2 separate regions of the Capsicum annuum genome follow, and region 2 is linked to region 1. Evidence: chromatin contacts called from public Hi-C data. All regions are on one chromosome and are shown on one strand. Each heading gives the region's core, a stretch centred on a gene start, on an enhancer-like site or on the middle of the called end of the contact. The rest is flanking DNA. Distances are from core to core; before and after follow the strand shown.

Region 1 (6,491 bases), core at 1,580-4,079:
TGTTTGGTACGACAAAAGTCATTTTCCACGGGAAAATATAGGTCACGTGAAAAGAGACGAAAACTGTCTAGAAAATGACTTTTGTCGTATTAAACGCACACTACCTTAACCATTCTTTAGAAGTTGTTGTAGTTTACAGGGAATGCTAGTTCTGACTTTAACAGCAGCAATCTCAAAGTTGCATCCACCTGAATGTGGAAATCAAGAACCTGCATCATGTGTTGGTCCAACGCCCGGACAAATGACATTTTTACTAAGTGGCTTTGTTTTGCTAGTAATTGGTGCTTCTGGCATAAGGCCATGTAACTTAGCATTTGGTGCAGATCAATTTGATCCCAACATTGAATCAGGAAGAAGAGGAATCAGCAGTTTCTTCAACTGGGGTACTATTTCACTTACACATTTGCTATGATGGTCTCATTGACTGTCATTGTGTATGTTCAAACAAGTATCAGTTGGTCACTGGGATTAGCCATTCCAACAATTATGATGTTCCTTTCTTGTGCACTTTTCGTTGTTGGTGCTAAGATTTATGTCAGGCTTGTGCCAAAGGGAAGCCCTTTAACAAGTGTGGCACAGGTCTTAACTATGTGCCTTCCAATTCCTTGAGTTCTATGCTTGCTTACACTGATCAGTTTAGGTAATTCATCTTTGCCAGTATCATACTTTTCGTATCATCACTAAATTTTACATTTCACAGAATTATAGTCGTAATGACACTACTTTTTGACATATTAAGAAACTGAACTATTGTGAGTTGTTCAAGAAATACAAATGACCTGAAGTTCAATTTTTGAAGTTGATCATAACACATAATTCGTCATGTCATCGTTCTGCTTCCGTGGAAATTCCACGTCAGATAGTTCTTTTTCGTGTAAAAATATGAGAAGCCAATTTTTACACGACTAAAGAAAATAACTGAGGTGGATTTTTTTTTTTTGATAACTGTGGTGTCCGGGTCAGCTTGCGCGCACCTCGACTAATTTCACGGACTATCTGCCACCTCCCACCAGCAACAGATACCAGGTAACTCTGTCCACCAAGGCTAGAACGGATGGGAAGAGATCACCTAGTGTTTGTCTCTGTTGGAAATTGAATGTGAGACCTCATAGTGTTCAACCCAACTTCATTGAACCACTAGGCCACACCCTTGGGTGCAGGTGGATTCTATAGAGTGGCAAAGCTTTAATGTGGCGAGTGACATGTTATAACCCTAATGCTGAAGATTTGGCCTTCGAGTCAATTGATTTTCGGAGGAACTCATAGTTCGCTAAAATCTAATGTAACAAAAAGTAGTTGTGTATTCAATGTTATGGTGTCTCTTAACTGTGCAAAAGATAGTAAGCATACATGAAATCGACCCACAAAGTCAGTTATAAGTCGAGATGAGTTATCGACTAACTAAAAAGGCTCATGATTTCAGATTCTTGAATAAAGCAGCAGTAAAAACCTCAGAAGACCAGATAAACTCATCAGATGGATCAGCAGTCAATCCATGGAGACTTTGCAGCATTCAGCAGGTGGAAGAAGTGAAATGCTTACTCAAAATAATCCCAATATGGGTTGCTGGAACTATCTATTATGTTTCTGTTGTTCAATCACAAAATTACGTTATTTTCTAAGCCTTACAAAGTAACAATCAACTAGGCCACATCAATTTTCACATCCCACCAGCATCTTTCATAGTCATTTCCATGCTAAGCACAACCATTTGGCTACCTATATACGATCGTGTTGTACTTCCAAGGCTTCGGAAATTCACAGGGAAAGAAGATGGAATAACTCTTCTCCAGAAAATGGGAATCGGAATACTTCTATCGATTGTAACAATGATCATATCAGGCATTGTTGAAAACAGGAGAAGAATCCTGACAATAACTAAGCCAATGATACAAATGACTCAGGGAAAAGGTGCAGTCTCATCTATGTCAGGGCTATGGCTAATACCTCAGATGGCATTATCAGGTGAGCGTTTGCAAATCATAGTAAGTGAAATTCTTAGATTTATGAAAGACGTACAACTATGAAAGAATTGGTCAAGGATGTTTCCATTAATCGACAACAAAAGTTAACCATTTTCAACTTCCACATACTATTTTTCAACTTTAACGTACTTCAAATACTCATAACTGTATACAGGTCTTTCCGAGGCATTTGCATTAATCAGCGAGAACGAGTTCTTCTACAAACAGTGTCCTGAAAACATGAGGAGCATCGCGGGCGTCTTTCTTCTTTGTTGGATTGGCAGGGTCAAGTTATTTGAGAAGTTCCATTTCATCAGTTGTTCATAAGACATCAAGTTGGTTAGCTGAGGATCTTGACAAGGGGAAATTGAACTATTTTTATTACCTCATTGCAGCATTAGAGAGTTTGAATTTGGGATATTTGCTTGTATGTGCAAAATGGTACAAGTACAAAGGAGAGGCAATGTGAGGCGAAATTACACTGTAATGTAATTTTCAGTCAGCAGTAATAGCAAGGCAAGTTATGGTTACAGTGCTGAACTATATAGTTATCTAAAACTAGAGTTTTTGCCCATTTTGTTGGTAGTTGTTCGTTCACTGTGTTGCACAGACTCTTCAAAAATGTCGGCACAGGTGCACGTCAAATTCTCCAAAAGTAGTGTATTTTTAAAGAATCCGACACGGATGTTGCATCAAAAGCTAAGAGTCCATGCAACTTAGGTTGTTCATGATTTGATAACGTTTTGTTGCAACCTAATAAGAGAAATGACAATTATTTAAAGTTGATTTTGTTCCCTTAGTGTGGATTTTGCACCCCACATGGGTGGATGAAACTGTTTTTTTGGGGGGTCAAAGGTGGATCAAACTGTTAGCTTCAAGTGGGACTGTGTATCTATAGTTCAGAAATTATGAAAGATCAGTTGGTGGCTAAAACATCATCCACGTTTTGGGATATTTCTTTGGAAACGAGTCCCTCTTTTATGTAATTGAGAACCCTTGAAAATGGACCTATCATCTTTTAATAGTAGCCAAACAAATATAGATGACTAACTTGTTACAATAGCTAACTCATCTATTGAAAATTATCAAACAAATATAGACATTATCAAATAAATATAGACATCTGTTGCAACAGATGAGCAGGAAATGATGCATGATGTCCGTACTGTGTCTGGTCTTTTAAAAAGATCGTTGGGAAAAACTTCTATTGCCCATCGCGCATAAGTTTTAGCTTTTGTTGTAAGGTTGAACTTGTGATCAGTTGAACAGGTTCACTATTTCATTGAAAAAAAAATCCTTCAGTTTCAGTTGGGTAATTCTTAGAAAGAATTCCTCCTGGCATGACTAATGGAACACAGCTGTTTGTTTGAAAAACAATAGTAAAGATCAAGAATTGGAAGATTTTAGTTCTTCCATTCAACAACCCAAAAAAAAAAAAAACACAGCCTGGTGAACTAAAACTCCCGCTATGCGCAGGGTCGAGGGAAAGGAGTCCACCACAAGGGTGTATTGTACGCAATCTTACCTTGCATTTCTGCCAGAGACTGTTTCCAAGACTTGAGCCCGTGACCTCCTGATCTCATAGCAGCAACTTTACCGGTTACTCTAAGGCTCGCCTTCAAAGGGAGGCTCACGCCCAGTCACCATTCAACAACAGGTTATGGAAATTCACTCAAATATATTAAGTCACCATTATACACCAATGCAATAAAATTCAACTTCTATAATCAAGAGGCAGTACAAAAATCAAATGCTGTTGAACCATGAAATAAACACTCTTGAGAATATAGACGATGAATGCTGTTATAGCTGAAATATTCATTCTTGGTCAATTGTCACATATATAATGGAGTCAAGTCTTGAAAGCAAGAAAAGAAAAAACAAAAATTCGAAGGAAAAAAATGTATAGAATATATAAGGCACTTTTAAGCGCTGAAGACGTTACTACTATGAACTTGTTGCTCCAGAGGTAACTCACACTCATTATGTCTTCATTCTATCACCAACTCACCGGTTAAGTAACGCTAGTCAAACATGCTCACTCTCCCATCAAACAGTGTATGATTGCTGAATTGTCTCTATGTCAAGACCCTTCAACTTCACGACTGATTCCACGTGACCTTTAAGTGTGTGCAGCTCACGTTGCCTGCAATGACAAATGTAGCATTCAGGTTCCAGAAGTCATGAAAACTACATGTGTATAGCAGAGGAAAACTAAGATAAAGCAAATCAAGCACTAAAGAAGTGGTGATATAGCATGGCCCGTATGAGTAAAAGGGAGGAGAGTGAAATGCGCCACAAATAAAAGTTCAACTTCACATGCAACTAGAACATAAGCATAATCTAGTCGTCCACTATGCTTCTGTTGAAAAAACAACTCAATATGAGAATCTTTACCTAGCGATTTCAGCTCTTCTCTTTGCTTCCTCAGCCAACTGATTAAGCTCATTGAAATTGGTAGCTTCACTAAACAATTTGGTGTCAGGAACTTGCAGCCCATGAAGGGTCCTCTGTGCGTGTGCCCATTGAAGCTCACGTTGTTCTTTTCCGAAATCCTTCTTCCTGGTGAAAGCGATCTGCAATACCAAAGAAAAACCATCATATACCATTGGATGAAAATAACATGAGCATGAGTATATCTACTGCATAACTCGTACCCTTTGCTCAAGAACAAGATCCCAGGCCCTTCCACTGAGAGCATATCTGATCAAGAATTTGATGATATCAAGCGGGAAGTAGAATACTAAATTGTAGAGCCAGATAACTCCTGCCCAACCCCAGCCAATTCCTTCGATTGCAGCAAAGCTCCAACTTGCATAAACAGCAATCAAGGTGGCAACCTGTTTACAAATAATCAACCAAATGTTATAAGAATGATGAAGTTGGAAAATTTTTGCCAGAATGAATGAGCAGATGGCTTACCAGTTGAGCAATCAGAAAAGCAATCACAAGCAACAAACCAGGACGCTCAACAAACGACCAACTTCTAGATCTTGTGACAAATATCAAGGCCTGACTGATAGTGCTCACTTGAAGGTAAATTGCTGATGCAAGTTTCCTGAAGTCGTCAGTTGCTGTCTTCTGAAGTGTTGATACCCCAAATACACGCTGGAAAGTCACCAAAGTGAGTGAGATTACCAACTAAGAACAGCACATAATTAATACCAATTCAACATCAAAATATTCCAAAAAGCAACGTCAACAGATCATGTAGTTCAATATACAGATAGTCATCGTAACAAGACTATTAGAAAAGTTCTACAGCACAGGCAACAGCAGACAACTACTTGGAAGCTTACAGTAAATTCATCCCCGATAACTGAACAATGTTTTTGATATAATACAGGAAAACATATGCTCACCGGGAAGAAATCTGTCTCATATGCTGCCCAAAAGAAAATGACCGTCATCATTGCCAAGTAACCACCAAGAACCACCCCAGTAGTGAAAATCTCAGCCAGCTTCCAACTATCAGGCAGAGGAGATGGTTTGACCCTATCCTTTGATATTGTCATAATGGTACCTGAGATTATAAACATTAGAAGTTAAGACGTAGAAAAGACACTGTGTAAAGACGAGAACTAACTAAACACTGCAGTGGCAGATGATACTAAACTTCATTGGAGAGCTTTTGATGAAATAAAAAATGATCAAGTACATTTGAGGAGTACTCTCTAATCACTATTTATCTTTGGTGCACCCATGGGGTTCCGATTTGAATTGAAGATTGGATGTCGTTTGAAGGAAATCATCCTTTTTTGGTAGGTTCTCTACATTTTGGTATACCAAATGAATGCAGGCATTGATGTATAGTCTGGTTACTGATAAATGATTTGGAGAATAAGTAATTAATGTTGAAGTAAAACAAGAAAAGATCATGTCTTTTACTCCATCCGTTCCAAATAAGTGGTTATTTAGCCTTTGCATTTTGTTCCTAAAGTAAGTGGTGTTTAACATAATCAAAAAGACATTAATGATGTTCTTCCAATTTTATCCTTCTTTAAATACAAGTATTACATAACCAAGAAATGGAGTATTAAAGAGTAACATTTTTTTCGAAGTATTTATTAAGGATGAGTTAGTAAAAACTTTTTGTTTTCCAGAATGAATAATTTCAAGGGGTGTTTTGTAAAGAAAAACTCTTTATTTTCTAGAATGACTAATTTCCTAAGGGGTGTGTCTAAGCTAAAACAACCACTTATTTAGGAAGAGAGGGAGCACTTGATATGCTAAAAACGATAAGTAAAAATGAAAATGTACTCCCTCCGTCCCATATTAGTTGTTCACTTTCACTTTTGCACGCTTCTTAAGAAATCATAAAAAAGGAGGATAATTTTACTAATTTACTCCTTAAGATACTTTATTGGAACTTTATAAACTTACTTTTACACTTCCAAAGAGTATTAATTCTACGAATAAAATGAAAAAAAATTTACTCCCTCCGTCTCATATTAATTGGTCATCTTACTAAAAATAGTTGTCCCATTCTAGTTGTACAACTTACTAAATCAAGAAAGCATTAATTAA
Region 2 (5,856 bases), core at 16-2,515, 42 kb after region 1:
CAACATACTAGGCATGAAATGCAACTTCAAATTATGATTACGCGCAGACATATCTCATCCAACTCCGAAAATGCTCTTTTGAAGTTCTAACAGCTGACAAAGTAGCCTAGAAACATACTACATCCCCATGCACTACTCTTATCAAAATTCACAAAATGCAACAAAGAACTCCCCGATAGTGAAAAATCTAATCTTTAACAAAATGCTCAACAAATTTTGCAATAAAAATCTAATCTTGCAATTAAAAGAAAACAAATAAGCCAAGTTGGGGCAGCCCAGTGCATTAAATTAAAGCTCCCGCTATGCGCGGGTCCGGGGAAGGACCGGACCACAAGGGTATATTGTTCGCAGCCTTACCTTGCATTTCTGCAAGAGGCTATTTCCACGACTTGAACCCATGACCTTTTTGTAACATGGTAGCAACTTTAACAGTTACTCTAAAACTTAATGCAGGCTAAAATTAATACTCTAAAACTTAATGCAGACTAAAATTAAACATACCCGGAAGCATCTAGAACAGTCCTAGAAATCTTCATCTTCTTCTTCGCTCCTTTATACAAATCCTCCAAACTACACAACAACACATTCTCCACCGGCGCCGCCTTTCTGAACGCACCACCTCCTCCAGTCCCCGAATTCCCCACACCAGAAAACTCGGCTCCACCATTCGCGGTACTCCTAAAAAACCCATCCCTACCTTTCCTCCCCCTCCCACTACTACTCTCCCCCGCCGCCGACGAAGAGGACCCAAACAGCTCCGCATAAATATCATCAGCATCTCTAGGGTTAAACCGAAACGAAGGATTCGGATGCGGATTCCGCATGTTGTGGGGTCCACCTCTTGGAGGTGTGGGTACTTGACCAGTTTTCAAAGCTTCCTCACCATACAAATCGTAGATCTGACGCTTCTGTGGATCGCTGAGGACATCATACGCTTCAGAAATCTGCTTGAACTTCGCTTCGGCTTCGTATTTGTTGTTGCCGAGGTTCTTGTCCGGGTGCCAGATCATCGCTAATCGGCGATATGCTTTGCGTAAATCTTCTTCACTGGCATTGCGATTGACTTTGAGTATGTTGTAATAATCGACCCCCATTTTCTTCTTCAGAATAGCTATGTTCGTTCTGGAGAAATGGAATTTCAGGCAGAGTGTTTAACCGATTGCGTCAATGAGGGGCCCATGGTTCTAAATCAAACAACACAATTCAATTGGATCCAACTCATTGAACCGATTATTGATCCGTTTATTTATTAATCTAATTTAATTTGTTTTAACTCATTAAAAATTAAATTGGTATATAATTTAAATTAGTTTTTAATAAATTTTGTTAAAATATTTTTATAAAACTTTTTTTTTATTGATATACTATATAGTCATAATAAAGAAAAATAATGTAATTTTATTTGGTACTAAAAAATTATAGATGAATAAATAAAAAATATTTAAAACTTAATAATAATTATAGGATCAAGGTGTCTTATGCCAAGCATCTATCACATGCATAGGTAGATTGCAAGTTATAATGGCGATCTTGTTTCCTATATACGACTATTAGAGTGCTATGTTTATATTACCTCAGAGTATATTGAAGGAGGTAGATAGATTATACAAAGATTTCTTGTGGGGAGCAACTGGAGGAAAGAAAAAGATAGCACTGATAGCATGGATTAAGATTTGTGTCCCAAAGAGATGTGGTGGGTTGAACCTCAAAAGTTGTAGTGATTAGAACATAGCTGCAGTTGGAAAATTGCTCTAGCAATTACAAGGAAGGCAAACCTGTTGTGGGTTAAATGGATCAATAGTATATATATGAAGGCAAACTTCCTGGTGACTGCAGCTGGTATTGGAAAAAAAACTAAATTCTTTGAAGGATCAGATGGTGCATTGGTATCGAGGGAATAAGTACATGCTGACAGCAACTGGTATTTACTCAGTATCATCGAGTTATAATGCTTTACTTGGAAATCGACAAAGGGTGCAGGTTTCTTAATTAATGTGGAGGTCACTCATGCTACCTAAACAACGAGTAATAGTCTGGCTAGCCTATCAAGAAAGACTGCTTACAAAAATGAGACTCAGAATGCTGAATATTTCGATGAATGACACCAAATATTGTTTATGTGATGATGACAAGGAAGAGACATATTTGCATTTATTCGCCACTTGTGAATGGATAACACAACTGAGGAATAAGTTGAGTCAATGGTTGGGGACTACAATTATATGTAGCAGTACTACAACTGCTCTTAAATGGAACAAATCAAGGAGGTGGAGTCAATTCAAAAATGAAATTGTAGCTGTTGTTTGGGGAGCATCACTTTACTATTCACTGCATGCTATAAATTGCAGAATATTTCAACAATAAAATGTGCAGGTGAACATTAAGCTGGTATAGATACAAGAGGAAATAAGGGAGAGATTATACATGTTGTAACACACCAGAAGAGCTGGGAGGTGTCAGACTTTGATCGGAAAACTTTGTAGTTAAATGTTGTTTATTTTGGTTCTTTTTGAGGTCTAAATGTGATGATCACATGAAGGTGGTTACACTCTGGAGCTTTTTGGTTGTACTTGATTGATTTTGCTATGGTAATATTTATAGATAGTTACCCCCAAAAAAACAAAAGAATTAGACGACTTAGATTATAACTCAGTATCTAATTCATTTTGACTCAATCTATTTTGATCCCAAAAATTTAGAACAAATTAGGTCTTCACTCGTCTAAATTTTACCAACATCGCTTAATTGTCACCCCTACTCGTGGTGATCCACCTAGGGAAGTGCAAATATAGCCTATTTTAGAATCAATATTTAGAATATTAGCCAAAATTTATATACTCTCTTATTTTATTTTAGATGGCACCGTTTGATTTGCTTATCATAATTTTATTTTCTAGAGTCGAACAATATAAATTATAACCATTATTTTAAGATATATATTGTTTAATCATATTGAAAAAAAAAAATCTTTTCATATAATTTATGAACATCAAAATTTTATTTTTAAAATATTGAATTAATCTAATTTAATTTTTCTTTAAAATTTAGTTAAATTGACTTAAAAAATGACATAACCACTAAAAAGGAACAAATGGAGTAATATTTTGTAAATTTAGCGATTTTTGAAATCTTATGTTTTATAGAGATTTTTACGCATTATTTACACCTTACTTTTCACTCAATAGAGAGTTTGGGCATTTTTGAACTCCTTTAACCTAACAAAAATCTTTAATTTCTTGACGTAATTATGTGTTTTCTTCTTAATTCATTCTTTCCCCTTTACCTCGCCTTCACAAAGATGATTAATAGGTTGACACTGAAACGTTTCAACCACTTAAATTAATCACATTTGTTTCTTAATTTATTAATATTTAGTTGTTTGCACGTAAAATGACATATTTATAGGTAAATTGCAGAGGTTTGTTTTAGATCTTTCGTTAGAACTGAGAGTTAAAATTAATTGATGAGTGGTTTTTTAAAAAAGAAATAGATTGTAGTTGGATATAAATAGGCTAGTAAAAGATGAATAAATAAGTACGTGAGTTGTACTGATCAACTCTCAGTAAAGCAAAACGCGTAGACAAAATTAATAACTCTTTTTCCTCCAATTCTGATGTAATTGTCACATCTTGCCAAAAGTTTTCATGGTTCATACATGCAATGAGGTTAAGAAGTTATCTAATATGGAAAAATATATATGTTAAGAGGCATGAATAAACGAGACTTCAAAAATAATCATGACCTAGTTCGTAATAAGCAAAATCATGACAACTAACACAAAATTTGGAAAATGCATGTATATACAAACAAATAAAGAAGACTTACTTTTGGCATTTTGTTTCAATTTAAAAATATACATAGTAAAAATAAACGGACAGAATATAATTATACATATAATTTAATTATAGTCCAACTAACAAACTCAATTTTGTTATTGCAATTGAATAAAATTAATTACTTTGTGGTGTCTTATTTCTGTTAATTCCATCTTGTTTCATGTTTTATTACGACTTTGTTTACTATTCTTTGTCTTGAACCAGAAGTTTATCGGAAACGGTCTCTCTACTTGTCGGAAGTATTGATATGAACTGCGTACATTTTACACTCTCCAAACCCTACTATGTGGGGATACACTCGGTCTGTTGTTGTTTCTTAACAAAGTTTGAAAATATCAAATATCAAATATCAAATTTATGAAAATAATTTGAAAAAATTGTATTTGAGATGTTTACAGTTTAATACTCATAATAATATTTCTATTTCTTGCAACAAATTAACGCATTCAGTTTCAAGCAATTAGAGGAGAGAAACATATCGAGAGAAATCACCACCAATAAAGATAACATAGAGAAATCAAAGATAAAATATTTATCTAGAAAAATATATTCCTCGATGGTGCTCCAAACATTATACAAATGTAAATGCCCAGTATGTCTATAATCACATGTAAATTAACAATTCATATGATTTAATTTCATGCACAAAGCACGGATATTATCTAAAAAGTATATGTAATATGAGCTTATTCAAGCAATTTTATCTACTACATCTTGATATTATACTTATAAGAGATAATGCATCAACCCCCGAACTTGTCTTCCCAACTTACTTTTAACACTTAAACTAACCTTTCATTTATTTACCCCTTTAATATTTTTGGAATGAATTAATTTCACCCCTTAATATATAATACCACTCTCATGAGGGAGAGTGCATCACAAATGCTGACACATCAGTGTCGGAGCCACGTAAATAAAGTATTTTTAAAATACTTTTTATATATATAAGTAAAATATATATAAAAATATATATAAATATTTTATATATAAAATATTATATATAAAATATTTTAAAATTTAAAAATAACCCCACCCCCCATTTTCCATCTTCTTCATAACCCCCCATCCCCTCCCCTCCCCTCTCCTCCCGTCCACCACCACACCCCGTCCACCCCAGTCCACCCCCACACTGTCACACCTGCACACACCCTCATCCACCTCCGTCCACTCCCACAGCCACACCTGTACACACACGCCATATTTTTCGGCGAATTTTCGCCGGAAAACTCCATTACCACCATAAAAAATACCATAAAATAGTGATAAAAAACTCAACCACCCGGTAAATTTGATCAAATCAACACCAAATTCTCTAAAATCAACAATCAAACATTCAAATCATGTCAATTTTTAATTTTTCAAATTCAATTTCATTTCTTTTTTTATTGGGAATGAAGAAGGAGAAATTGGAGGTAGGGGTGTGATTTGATAATTGGAGAAGTAATTGGGGTTAGATTTTGGAGGGGGGCTGGTAGTGGTGGCTAGCGGGTTTGGGAGGAGATTAGGATGGGGTGGGATGGGGTTGGGGGTAGAAGAAGAAGGAGAGAAATTTTTCTTTTTTTTTTCTTTTTTTGTTATATATATACCGTGCAAGGCACGGGCCCAATAAATATTTTTTTAAAATTTATTTTAATTATTATAATTTATAGTATTTTTTAAAAATATATAATATATTAATTTTTTTTAGATATTTTAAGTTGTTAATTATTGTAATTTATAATACGTTTTATGAAATTTTTAAATGCTTAGATGATGTTAACTATTATAATTTATAATAAGTTTTATGTAATTTCAAATGCTTAGATTACCATAATAATTAATTATGGGCGATATAGTAAAGCTACGAGTGAAACAGCGAAACAAACATGTCTTAATGATTCACAACAACTAACTAAAAGCGATACATCAAAATTACTATAAAAGATACTTGTGAAAAAATTTAAATGGTCATAATAATTAATTAGGAGTGACATAGTAAAATCACGATTGAAACAGCGAAGCAGACATGTCTACTTAA

Evidence for each region. Hi-C and Micro-C count contacts between places; a contact is called where the count stands out from the background.
Region 2: a contact with region 1 is called in a Hi-C map of pericarp, with 2.8 times the contacts expected there. The contact joins the promoter of LOC107875938 here to the enhancer-like site in region 1. A contact is called at or near these places in 4 of 5 Hi-C or Micro-C datasets (bud, leaf, pericarp and 1 more).

What each region holds. Positions count from the first base shown.
Region 1 is chr6:210,906,357-210,912,847 of UCD10Xv1.1, forward strand. LOC107875939 (plasma membrane ATPase 1) reads right to left here. Exons shown (of 21, transcript XM_016722845.2): 17 at 5,327-5,487; 18 at 4,887-5,072; 19 at 4,622-4,804; 20 at 4,362-4,540; 21 at 3,752-4,110. The coding sequence ends at 4,014. It also overlaps the pseudogene LOC107874737. Among protein-coding and RNA genes, the nearest start is that of LOC107875939, 9.4 kb to the right of the region's middle. Within about 2 kb of position 2,830, at least 3 of the 5 cell types and tissues checked have an H3K27ac peak or open chromatin away from gene starts, as enhancers often do. A contact at or near this core is called in leaf and pericarp, where this site is marked.
Region 2 is chr6:210,949,643-210,955,498 of UCD10Xv1.1, forward strand. It overlaps LOC107875938 (dnaJ homolog subfamily B member 4), which reads right to left and starts at 1,266. Exons shown (of 2, transcript XM_016722843.2): 1 at 502-1,266. The coding sequence starts at 1,094.